Linked DNA regions of Mus musculus: regions 1 and 3 are each linked to region 2. A link is a contact called in public Hi-C data. All regions are on one chromosome and are shown on one strand. The core of a region is the stretch at or near the end of the contact, and the rest is flanking DNA. Distances in the headings are between cores, read along the strand shown.

Region 1 (3,561 bases), core at 497-2,996, 510 kb after region 2:
CTTCCTCCCATCACTCAGGATGGATTCCTGGGGCTCATTAGTCATGGCTTCCTTAGACCAGGTAGCACCGATGAAGGTTATATGAAGATTATGGAAGCCCCCTTTGTGTGGGTCTACACTGATGTCACTTGGATGATTGAAGAGTCAGATCCCCATTTTGGGGTCTGCAGACAGGGTGCTGCCTGTGTGGGTCCAAGGACAAGCATGCTATCCCAGTCCCTTTCCCTCCTGACTAGGATGCCCAGCCCTCATTGTTGTGTGTGGGGCTGCCAGACCATCAGCTGATGCCCATGTTTGCCCCTCTATTTTGTGAAGCAAGTTTCCAATTAAGAAAAAGGGACTAAAATAAGTCATGCTTCTCTGCCAGTTGCAGTTAGTGATCAGTCCACCGTGATGCTGAAGGGTGAGTGAGCTTAGTGGAGGGCCAGGGTGCTCAGCCAGCAGCTGCATTTGGTTCTGCAGTTCTCAGAATCCATTTTCTACTTCATTGGGAGGCAGAGGCAGAGTCATGTGCAACTTGCATGTACGCTGACAGATTATCAGATGGAGGTAGATGGTAATTGGTACTTCGTGTCTTCCTAACATTATTTTAAGTGCTGTTTGTATTTGGAAGCAAAGCCTTCTGTCAGGCCTGAGGAACAAATTACTAATGTGTTGGTTCTTCTGAAAGGCTCTTCCCCAAGGGCTGCACCTTCAGGTGGCAGAAATGGGCTAGACTGTCGAGAGCTGGGCACCTATCAACGACATAAAGTCTGAGGGCTCAGCTGTGTCTCCCAGCAAGTTGGTGCTCCTGACTTTGCTGAATTAGAATGAAAAACACTGTCTACCAAGTAAGTACACCAAAAGAAGGACCAAACAGCAACAGCAAACTCGTATTTTAATGGCCATTTTAATAGTTTGTGTGTGATTTGGAAATTGCAAGTGGGGTTGGGGTGGATGGAGCACATAGTTTAAGTACAACATGCTTTCCTTGATGTTTTTACACTGATCCAACCCAATTCAGTATTTCCTGCCATTTCTTTCTAGATTCGACTTCTGAGATGCAACTGCAGCCTAGTCTTTTTAGTCTCAGAAGATGCCATCTTCAGGTTAGAGCAAAGCAAATTTAAAAAAAAAAAAAAAAAAAAAAAAGGCAGTGAGGAGAACCAGGGACCTCAGTCTAGAGTGTTTCCTATCTAGTACCTGCAAGTCCAGGTGCTCCTTAAGACTAAAGCAGTATTAAGTCACATCAGATTAGAGTATATGACAAAAATGTTTTGTCAGCATGCTTTAGAGTTGAACTTGGAACGCTCTGCTTATGCCAGGAAGCTATCTGGTTCCCTCCATCCTGTTGGCGTCTGGGGCACAGCCCTTTATCTGTTTTCCCGGGGGTTGTAGCGTAGCCCATGTGGACCCTCAGAATCATAGCTTTCATGGTAGGGAAGAAACAGCCACTCGGGTGCATAGGTGGCTGTAGTGTACACAAAGCACTGCACACTGTCCCCAGGGTCACCGTCACCCTCCCACTCTAGCACCTGCACCTGCAGGGCTGTGCGCTGGTACATGCTGGGGCAGTCTTCAAAGTCATCCAGGAAACGCAACATCTGCTCGTCCACCTCGTAGATCTCACCTGTCACACAGTGGCCCTTGCCTGGTAGGTACAGCAGCCAAGGTATGTTGTGCTCGCCTGCAATCACCAGTGGGAAGGACTCAACTGTGCAGCCTCGGCCTCGGAAGGCTGCTAAGCCATGTGAATGGTCCAGCATGACTTTGTGGTTGGGTTGGCCGCGCTTCAGGGTGCCATACACGAAGATGTGGGCCATCTGTCTGCAGGCACTCTGGAGGAGAAAGCAGGCAGGCACATGAGCAGATGAAGAGTCTTCTTGGGGAAAGCCTCTGGACTGAGGGTAATACGACCACAGTCCTTCCACTCTGCTGGCCAAGCTCATAAGGAAGAGAAGCCAAAATGTTCTGGTTAAACTTTGCTATGGCACCCAGAAGCTCATGTAGTCTTCACATCATGAAATGCTTTCTCTAGCTATTTAAAAAGCTGAAAGAGGCACTAGGCCAGCCTGCCCTGGAGTTTGAAATCCCAAGCCTAGAGAGAGGAGCACATATTAGTGACTTTAAAAATCTGGGCTGGGGGAGCAAGGTGTAGTGATATACACCTTTAATCCCAGCACTTGGGAGGCTCAGGAAGTGGATCTCTATAATCGTAGAGGAAGAATACTTCCTAGCATGGTAAGCACCATGATGTGTGTATGATGGGAAGATCTTCCCTGTGTTTGTAAGATCGTATAGGTCTGGGCTCAAGTGATCTTCCTGCCTTAGCCTTCTGAGTAGCTGGCATTAGAATACCAGTACACCCAGCAAATGGCCTCAATTGCGATTCTAAGGTAAGAAAAGCAGGCAGGTCAGCCACTCTGCCCCACTAGGACAGACTAATCCAGGTCTCACAAAGACCTCAAGCACAGACCACATATGGAGACAGCTCTTGAGCATCTCAGGTGGAAGGGGCAGGGTCATAATGGGGCTGGAATAGAAAAAACAAACAAACAAACAAACAAAACTCCCACAGCTTTTTCAGCTGGCTACGGTGGGTTTCTATGACAGCCTCTGTTTCAGGAGCACAGGCCTGACCCCATGACTAACCTAACTAACTAACTAAACCTAACTAACTAAACCTTTCACTCAATGCTCTGTCCCAGTGCAAGTCAAGTCACTACCAGGCCCCTGCGGTAACTTCCAAAAACATGCATATCTGAGTGAGCAGCCACACACATAGGTATTCAGCCTAAGAAGAGACTTCTCTGTCAGACAGGAACATCCCAATCAGGGACCAACACCTGCAGGCTGGCCACCTTCTGACACAATTAGCTTTCAGTCTTTTAAGGAGCTTTGAAATCCCCACAACATATATTATGAACAAATACATATAACAAACTGGATCCCCACTTCTGGGACAAAGCAAGGTTTCAGCAACACATTTACATTCCTGTCCCAACACTTAAGACCCAGCAAAACTTCACAGCATCTGTGGGCCCATAGCTTTCTTTCCCAAGATCTTTGAGGGTAAGAACAATTCATGGTGATCTACAGCAGGTACCTTGGCTCCATGTAGAACTAACATTTGCTTAAGACTGGGCTACAGACTTAGGTACCTAAGTGACCTGTGTAAAATGTGGCTTGAGAATGGAAACACAGGAGCAGGTCTTCTCCATACCCTGTCTATGCTCCACTGGCCCTACCAGCAGTGCCTGATGTCAAACTGTGGGACTTTGGGAAGGGGACCTCCCAGGGCAGGGACAGGGAACATGACCTAGTGACCTGCACTGGAGCTGTGCACATAGGACCTGAATGTTTTTTCTCAAGCATGTTCTTATTTTTTGTTGGAACTTAAAATTGCTCTGGGTGTTTTGTGTTGCATGGGTCTCCTGGTCATGCTTCTGTAGAGGTGACCCAGCCTCACCTTTTCTGCAAGCCATCAGAATGTCCCTTCTTCGGTGGACTCCCCAGAGCTTATACAAATCCTCTCCCCCTTGGTGTACAGTGTGGCAGGAAGGGAATTGAGGGACATTGACT
Region 2 (3,622 bases), core at 138-2,637:
TTGGAACAGATAAATTTTCTCTAATCTTTCTATTTAAAAAATGTGAAGTAGAGTAATCTAGATGCCACAGTATTCAAATCTGCCTTTTAGTTTAGACATATTTTCATTGAAATTGACATGTTTAAAATAACATGCTCAAAAAAAATGAAATGTATCATTCCAAGGCAGTGTTTGGTATTGATATGATCATAACATCTACTGCGAGCTGAACTATAACTGTCTGTCTCTGGTATATGAGCTATAGAAAGCACCACAAGCCCCCCCCCGCCCCTCCCTCCTGCAAACAAGCACTAGACAGCTTAGACAATTTGAGAGAATTCTCATTTAATTTCACTCTACCTTTAACTCAAAATAATGGATAACTTGCAGACATTCTCCAGTTAAAATCCAAGGAAAGTAGTTATTTAACAAGCTGCCCAATCTAGCCACCTGTAACTAAAAATGCGAGCTTTTCTACGCTGGAGGCGCACGTCTACGTAAATCTAGAGTGCAGTAACTCCCATACTTGTGTTTGCTCTTATGTGGTTTTCTGGGAAAGTGTGTCTGATTGCAGGTCTTACTTTGTACTGTTCAGTTCCTCAGCACCCACTCTATGAAGCATCCAGGGATGTCCCCAGCTGGGTGCATCTGGCCTGCCCTGAGCCTCCAGTGTGGTTGCTCTCTTTGCAGGTAAACAGGTGATCCACCCTAACCAGATCGCAGTGGTACAGGAACAGTTTACTCCAACCCCAGAAAAAATTCAGTGGGCTGAAGAGCTGATTGCTGCCTTCAAAGAACACCAGCAGCTGGGAAAGGTAAATGTTTTTGTTGATACCTCGATTTGAGTGGTGCTGGAGTTTAAAATATTACAGACAAGGATGGTTTAAGGAAAACTCATTACATTTGGCAGGAGAAACGGGAAATGTGGAACGGAAATAAAATTTATCAATGAGAAAATTGCGGAAGGTAGACAACTATTCCTTTCCCTAAATATCTCACTAATTGGTCCCCCTGTCTCGTCTTATTTATTTTCTTCATAAGCTGTATTGGCAGTCTCAGAATAGGCTCTGCCGTGTCGTCTTCGACACGGCGCTTGTATGAGAGTGATTTCAGATCAAAGTAGGAGCGCGTTGCAACGAAACAATCACAGTTTGACCACATGGTTCTTGTGGAGAGAAGAAATAAATTTCAAGTTATTTTAATTGGGGGGTGGGGAGGGGTGGGGTAAAAGAAAAAGTCCTAACATCTCCTCGGGTTTAGTCATTTAGGAGTAGGAGGTTGTAGATGGATTTGTACCGATTTCTGGACCCGAGATTTGGAAAGAATGAAAGGCAAATTAACACTGGGTACGGTTGTTCTAATTTAGTGCTTCATTGAGCCTGGCGTTTCCCGCTCTGTGGGTTTCTGCTATGTAAATATTGCGGTGGTAATGCACAATCTGTCTCCACTTTGTGCCAGTAACACTTAAATTAGGTGTCGCCTGAAGGAAGATTTTATGCTAGTTGCAGCATTGTTAGTTAATTATCTTAAAGGTTATTTGCAATAATACCGTTTGCCTCTTTTTCAGAGGGATGGGGGGACGTTGCTTTTATAAATCTGTCCTGGAGATAATCTCACCTCAGCCCGTGACTTCTGTAAGGAATGGAGTTGCCATGCCCTCCACTCAAAACTGCTTAGGAGAGGAAGGGTGCTAAAAGATTAGTAAGGTCCTAGATGTTAAATACTCACCCTTGTGAAAATAAATAAATAAAAACACAGCAGAGAAGCAAAATCTGGTTTTCAGTGGTGGGTCTGTGACACCCATGTGAGAAGTGTCCTTTACATGATCCCTGGCTGCAAGGACACATGAAAGTCCCACGACTTGGACAAATGGGTGACAACATTAAGTAGGTCATTCCCTGTGGATGTCTGCCTTCAACCCTGACCAAGCATACCACCTCCCTCTTCCTCTCCACCCCCTGCTCCACACACGGACTAACCTTTGTACAGACACACGCTTAATATCCAAAGGCAGAATATCTACATAGGAAAGATCCTATTTGGACAATATACCAAATTTACGAAAAATAGGGTTGGTTTGTTTTTTTTTTTTTCATTTCATGTCAATGGTGGCCATCAAAAAATTATCTATTTCACAGAAAAGTAATTTTAAGTTGAAATTGTATTTCACATTTGTTTCTGTATTTCAATCCAAAATGAGGATTGCAGTAAATGAACATATTTACCTAGAAAGAAAAGCTGTGCAATCTTTAATCCACACATGCGAACCCCATCATGTCCTTCCCACATACCTGTATGTATGCAGAAACACACACACACATATACACACACGCACAAGTGTACACACACACACGCGCACACACACACACACACACACACACACATTCACTCTATGTATCCTTTTCCTCTATTCTGCCTTATACCAGCGGACAGTGTGCAAGCAGTAAATGCATATTGAGAGAGTAAACTGAGGCAGCATGTGCTCCCTTGAGATGGATACCTGGCCTTATAAGCAGATGGTAAAGGTTAACCCACACACACACACCTCACCAGCTCCCAAACAAAAGTCAGACCAGAAACACTCCCTTTCTGCCTCTTAAGTTCCTGAATAAAGACTACAAACTGTGCCCCACCCCACCCCACCCCACACACACTTTTTCCATTATATCTCGAAAATATTATTCCTAGGGAAAATTGCCCAGGCCTTTGATAATGGTGATGTAAATGTTAAATCTGGGCTTTTTTTCCCTTTTCATTCTCCAAATAAGAAGTGCCCCTCTTGTTGGGGTATAATTAGGGCATTCGCTTTCACAACAGTGTGGCAGGCCAGCTTTCCTTAACACAGAAGCCGGCATTACCTATTAGGTCATTTCTCCTATGTCCACTTTGTGGAGGTTTGATTTCCAACAGCAAATGGCCCTGGTGCTTTTTGTCCAGAGAGGCTTAAATGACTCAAGTAATGGAGCCTCCGGTGGGGACATATGGTTATTTTATCCAGTTAGCATGATCCTTTCACTGCGCCTATAAACTAGCTGGCCTCAAACATTGGGCCTGCAGGTAGGTGCCTTGGGTCTTGAGGGGCTCGTGTGGTTTAAATAGTGTGTGGGTTATTTTGGCAGAGATCCCCTATAAAAAAAGCTCACGGCAGTAGGAAGTATCACCTCCAACAAACATTTCATCTGTCTTAGTTCAAATGAGTACCATTTATGAAAAATACGAACTCCCGGATATTTTGTCCAAAGCACAGATGACTCCCAAGGCTGGAAAATGGATGGCTTGCGTCCTGGTGAGGTGCTCATGAGTTTCCCCGAGGCCCTATCCCTCTCCTCTGATGAAAATTTCATTTAATTAATTCCTTTAAGTAGAAACAGTCCAAAAAGGCACTACGATGTACCCTTGCTTTTCTCCCACCCCCGTCTTCAATTACACCGAAGCGTGGCCAGAGCTGGCAGTTAACAGTGGGTCAGTTATGTTTTCTGATCGTGGCAATAGTGAAAAGTCCTACATTTTCTTCCCCATCTCTCTAAATGACAACCGTGGGAAGGCTTATGTCACGAGCAGGTGAGTTGTTGGGGCTCAGACTTTCATCATCCTGTGTTCCTTTCTCTTAGTTAGCAGTTCCATGGAAATTGAGTCTGATGCA
Region 3 (3,532 bases), core at 984-3,483, 490 kb after region 2:
AGTGCTTCTCTGTCCAAAGCTGCTGACTGAGAATCGTGCATATAATCAATAGATTGAGGCATGTTCTCCCACAGGTGGGCAGCCCGCTTGCAGGATGTAGCAGTCAGCAGAGCATATCACTCTGGAAACCTCTCCTGTTCTACCCTGCACTCTCTCCCAAAGCCACAGTGGGTCCTATGCTGGTCCCACGGCCCTCCTCCTAACTGCCCGCTGTGTGCAGTGTTCTCATTGTATCTCCCATGTTTGCTGTTGATTCTTCTTTCTTTTCTTTAAATGTTTGGATGACATTTTCTCACTAGATATGTTTTTACATTATAGACAGCATAAAATGGATTTGTTTGGAGTCTTGGCTTGGGGGGCGATTTTACATAATTGGGTCAAATACCTTCTATGATTATCACATTTGGGTTAAGAAGCCATCTAAACTGCTCCCAGAGAGAGCCTGTTTTCTAATTTACCTGGTGAGGTGTTTTTTTTTTTTTTTTTTTTTTTAAACTTTCCATTCCCATGACAGTGGTTTGGAGACAGCTTCCTAAAACCAGTAGAGGGAAGTGGTTTTACTACTGAGTCCAGAGCTGACCTTTATGGACCTTTTCACCACCATACCCTGGTTCTTCTGGACCCACACGGAATGAAAAACTGTCCTCCTTCATGATTATACTTCTCTCTGTTAGCAGCCAGCCTTTTAAACATCAACACTGTGCTTTGCATGAACACAGACACACCCCTGAACTTACGTAGTTACAGTATCTGAAAACACTTAAGTGCCCATCATAGAAGTAGACTTGAGCTCTGCTATTGCTAGAAAGACCCTTTCCTGAATCCTCAGCTAGCTAACTGCACCTCTCCCCAAGAATCTAGAGAAAACAATGAGTCCCAGTTCAGATGCTAAGCTCTGTAAGTCCTAGTGCAGACTGCAGTGGCCCCCTTTTTGGAGAGCAGGCACTAGGAAACATCTATGGTTGTAACTAGGATGTCTTCTTGGATGGGCCCATGTGCGGCACCAACGAGGCCGGTTCAGACTTTTGACTCTACATACAAACTGCAGGGCCGACAAGAGGCTGTTTTAAGATGGCCTGTGATAATCAGGACAACATCAAAGGTATCCTTAAGAAGTGTAGCTTCTCTCTCTTCTTTTCCTAATCAGAAAGGTCACTTCTGAGTCAGCCATGTTCAACAAGACCTCTCCTGAGGCATCCACTCCTTGTTATTTTTCACTTGTGATTACAATAAGTCATTTATTCCTAAACAGATTTAAGAACAATAAACAAATACAAAAGGGAAAGGAACATCTCATCAATAACAAAGGCTGTGTCTGAAGCACTGAGTTTTGGACTCTTTTACATCTCTTTCCAAGCAAAGCAGGGGCCCTACAGAGAAAGGAATTTAGAAGATATGAAAGTTATAAAAATAGTAAGGGACCCAGTTTTTTGTCAGGATCTGGGCCTCTCAGGAGAAATGGTCTGAAGACAGCCTTAGCTTTGTTCACATTGAGGCTTAGTTGTGAGATAGCTGAAGTATTGGTTCTTAAGCCTATTTGCTGTGGTGAAAAGCTGTTAAATTGTATTCTCAGTATATACTTTTCCTAAATTCATATTTTGAAGTTAAAGAAAACCAGGGGGAAAATAGATCTGAATGCTACAGTGAAAACTAATCCCTGGGGCAGAATGCCAGCTGGTCACGTAGTAGTGACACCCTAGTGATGCTGCTAGAAATGAAACCCGCCTGATGCACACGTACCTCTAGTGCTGCTGGACTTACTGCCCGGTACACACGAGCCTCTAGTGCTGCCGGACTTTCTGTTCCAAGGGAGATAGAGCACAGATACTAAAACTGTGCAATTTGGCCCAATTATGTCCCCCCTTGGTTCCCAAGGATTTAATGAGGGCCTTGGAAGTACAATTCATGGGTGATGCGTAGTCCCTCTGCCCAGGGTGTCGTCAGACTGACAGCAGCCTGCTTTTCCCTTGTCATTTATGACTCAGATGAATTTTAATAGGAGCAAAAAGCTTTTATTTGTGCTGTAATTTCACTTAAGGATCATATCCTTCAGGAACTGGCAGACATTTCTATGTCTTGATTGCAAAACACACACTCAGGAGTAAAGAAACACCCAGAAGATGTTATTATTCAACCTGTCACAGTGTCGAAAATCTGCTTGGAACCTAGGCTATCAAAGCTCTTCTGTGGGGCCTCCCCCACCTGCTTTAAATAGGCCCTGTAAAGAGCCACTTGGAGAGTGCCACTGTCCCCAGGCAGAATCAAAGTGGGAATCAGATTCTGCCTCGGCCTCCCTGCCAGCATGATGCCCACAGGAGGCTTTGAGTTACAGCAGCTTTCCTCCAACAAAATGGAGCTGCCCAGTGGGTGCTGCTTCTGTCCTCCCCAGAGAGACCGGATCTGGTGGGAACCAGAAACCAATTCCCTACCTCAAAGCGTTTTATTTTCTGTTTGGGTAGAGCGAATCGTGGTTCATATATTTATCTGGGATGTTTCCTGTCCAGTAGGTATTGTCTGTATTAGAAATGTTAAGATTGACTTGTTGGCCATCCACCTTTGCTATGCCATGAAAACTGATGTGCCTGGCATTTTCCGTGTTTTACAAATCTTGGTGCTATCATATCTCGGCCCAAAAGATATTCTCATTACATCTTGTCTTTCTACTAGCTGGCTTGTCATATGAGAAAAGGCTACATGGTAATGTGCCTAAAAGGAAAAACATTTTGATGTGAATATAACATTTTATGTCACTGAGAAATATTTGAACGTTAAGGACTTTTCTCTTCTTTTCTCAAAATGAACACTGAAGCCTTTGTCTCTATTTAATAATCTACATGGTGTAGCTGCTTCAGAGGTGTGGGAGGCGTGCGACAGCAATCTGCTGCCATCTACTGGTATGCACTCGGTGTCACTGCCTTTTCCCTGAGGCTGAGGGACTCAAAGGATCTGGTTCCTCTGCTTTGCACTGCTCGATCTCTCACTCACTCGGCAGTGTTCCTCAAGCAAAATCCTTACTGTTTTCCTTTACAAAGTTCTGAGATGGTTTTCTTAAAGATCTGTGATACTTTTTTATATATCACTAATTAATCATGAGTAATTCCTTTAAAAAACCTGTCTCCGTTATGAATAATGTTATGTGGAGGGTTTTAGAATGTTTGACTTTAAAGGATATTATTGTAATTTTAGTTTAAAGCTAAAAGCAGATTTTGAATAAGTGCTGTTTTAGATGATATTCGTCATTTGACCTCTGTTGTGCTTTTTCTCTTTCAAGTACAAAGTGCACATTTTAACCAAGCTTGCTGCAGAGCTGAACAAATTCATGCTTGAAAAAGTGCCCAAGGACACCAGCAGCACTCTGTGCTCCCCGATGCCTGGAGTGGTGGTGGCCGTTTCTGTCAAGCCTGGAGACATGGTAAGAGTACTTCTGTGTGAGGGATATGCTGGGCTCAGACTTCCCCTACAGAACAATGGCACCGACAGGAGCACGCTCCCAGTGGCCTCTTCTAACCCACAGGACGCTCATGGTACAGGT

What was found. Hi-C and Micro-C count contacts between places; a contact is called where the count stands out from the background.
Region 1: a contact with region 2 is called in a Hi-C map of cerebellar granule neurons, with 2.8 times the contacts expected there. The contact joins two enhancer-like sites. A contact is called at or near these places in 8 of 39 promoter capture datasets (the C10 cell line, the HPC-7 cell line, HPC-7-derived erythroid cells and 6 more), 1 of 15 datasets of contacts at CTCF or cohesin (large pre-B cells), 5 of 484 Hi-C or Micro-C datasets (the HPC-7 cell line, bone marrow-derived macrophages, cerebellar granule neurons and 2 more), 2 of 115 datasets of contacts at active chromatin or transcription factors (embryonic basal ganglia and embryonic forebrain) and 1 of 9 other capture datasets (embryonic stem cells).
Region 3: a contact with region 2 is called in a Hi-C map of cerebellum, with 7 times the contacts expected there. The contact joins two enhancer-like sites. A contact is called at or near these places in 8 of 39 promoter capture datasets (the C10 cell line, cranial neural crest, embryonic stem cells and 5 more), 2 of 15 datasets of contacts at CTCF or cohesin (large pre-B cells and pro-B cells), 13 of 484 Hi-C or Micro-C datasets (the HPC-7 cell line, brain, cerebellar granule neurons and 7 more), 4 of 115 datasets of contacts at active chromatin or transcription factors (a beta-TC-6 cell line, embryonic basal ganglia, embryonic forebrain and 1 more) and 1 of 9 other capture datasets (embryonic stem cells).

The regions. Positions count from the first base shown.
Region 1 is chr14:122,890,000-122,893,560 of GRCm38.p6, forward strand. Ggact (gamma-glutamylamine cyclotransferase) reads right to left here. Exons shown (of 3, transcript NM_145466.2): 3 at 861-1,817. The coding sequence starts at 1,802. The coding sequence ends at 1,353. Among named protein-coding and RNA genes, the nearest start is that of Gm46488, 19 kb to the right of the region's middle. Within about 2 kb of position 1,747, at least 2 of the 459 cell types and tissues checked have an H3K27ac peak or open chromatin away from gene starts, as enhancers often do. A contact at or near this core is called in cerebellar granule neurons, where this site is marked.
Region 2 is chr14:122,383,529-122,387,150 of GRCm38.p6, forward strand. Clybl (citrate lyase beta like) reads left to right here. Exons shown (of 8, transcript NM_029556.3): 7 at 670-794. The region is part of intron 2 of Gm5089 (predicted gene 5089); the gene reads right to left. Among named protein-coding and RNA genes, the nearest start is that of Gm25464, 2.8 kb to the right of the region's middle. Within about 2 kb of position 1,388, at least 4 of the 459 cell types and tissues checked have an H3K27ac peak or open chromatin away from gene starts, as enhancers often do. A contact at or near this core is called in cerebellar granule neurons and cerebellum, where this site is marked.
Region 3 is chr14:122,873,493-122,877,024 of GRCm38.p6, forward strand. It overlaps Pcca (propionyl-Coenzyme A carboxylase, alpha polypeptide), which reads left to right. Exons shown (of 24, transcript NM_144844.2): 22 at 3,272-3,412. Among named protein-coding and RNA genes, the nearest start is that of Gm46488, 36 kb to the right of the region's middle. Within about 2 kb of position 2,234, at least 23 of the 459 cell types and tissues checked have an H3K27ac peak or open chromatin away from gene starts, as enhancers often do. A contact at or near this core is called in cerebellar granule neurons and cerebellum, where this site is marked.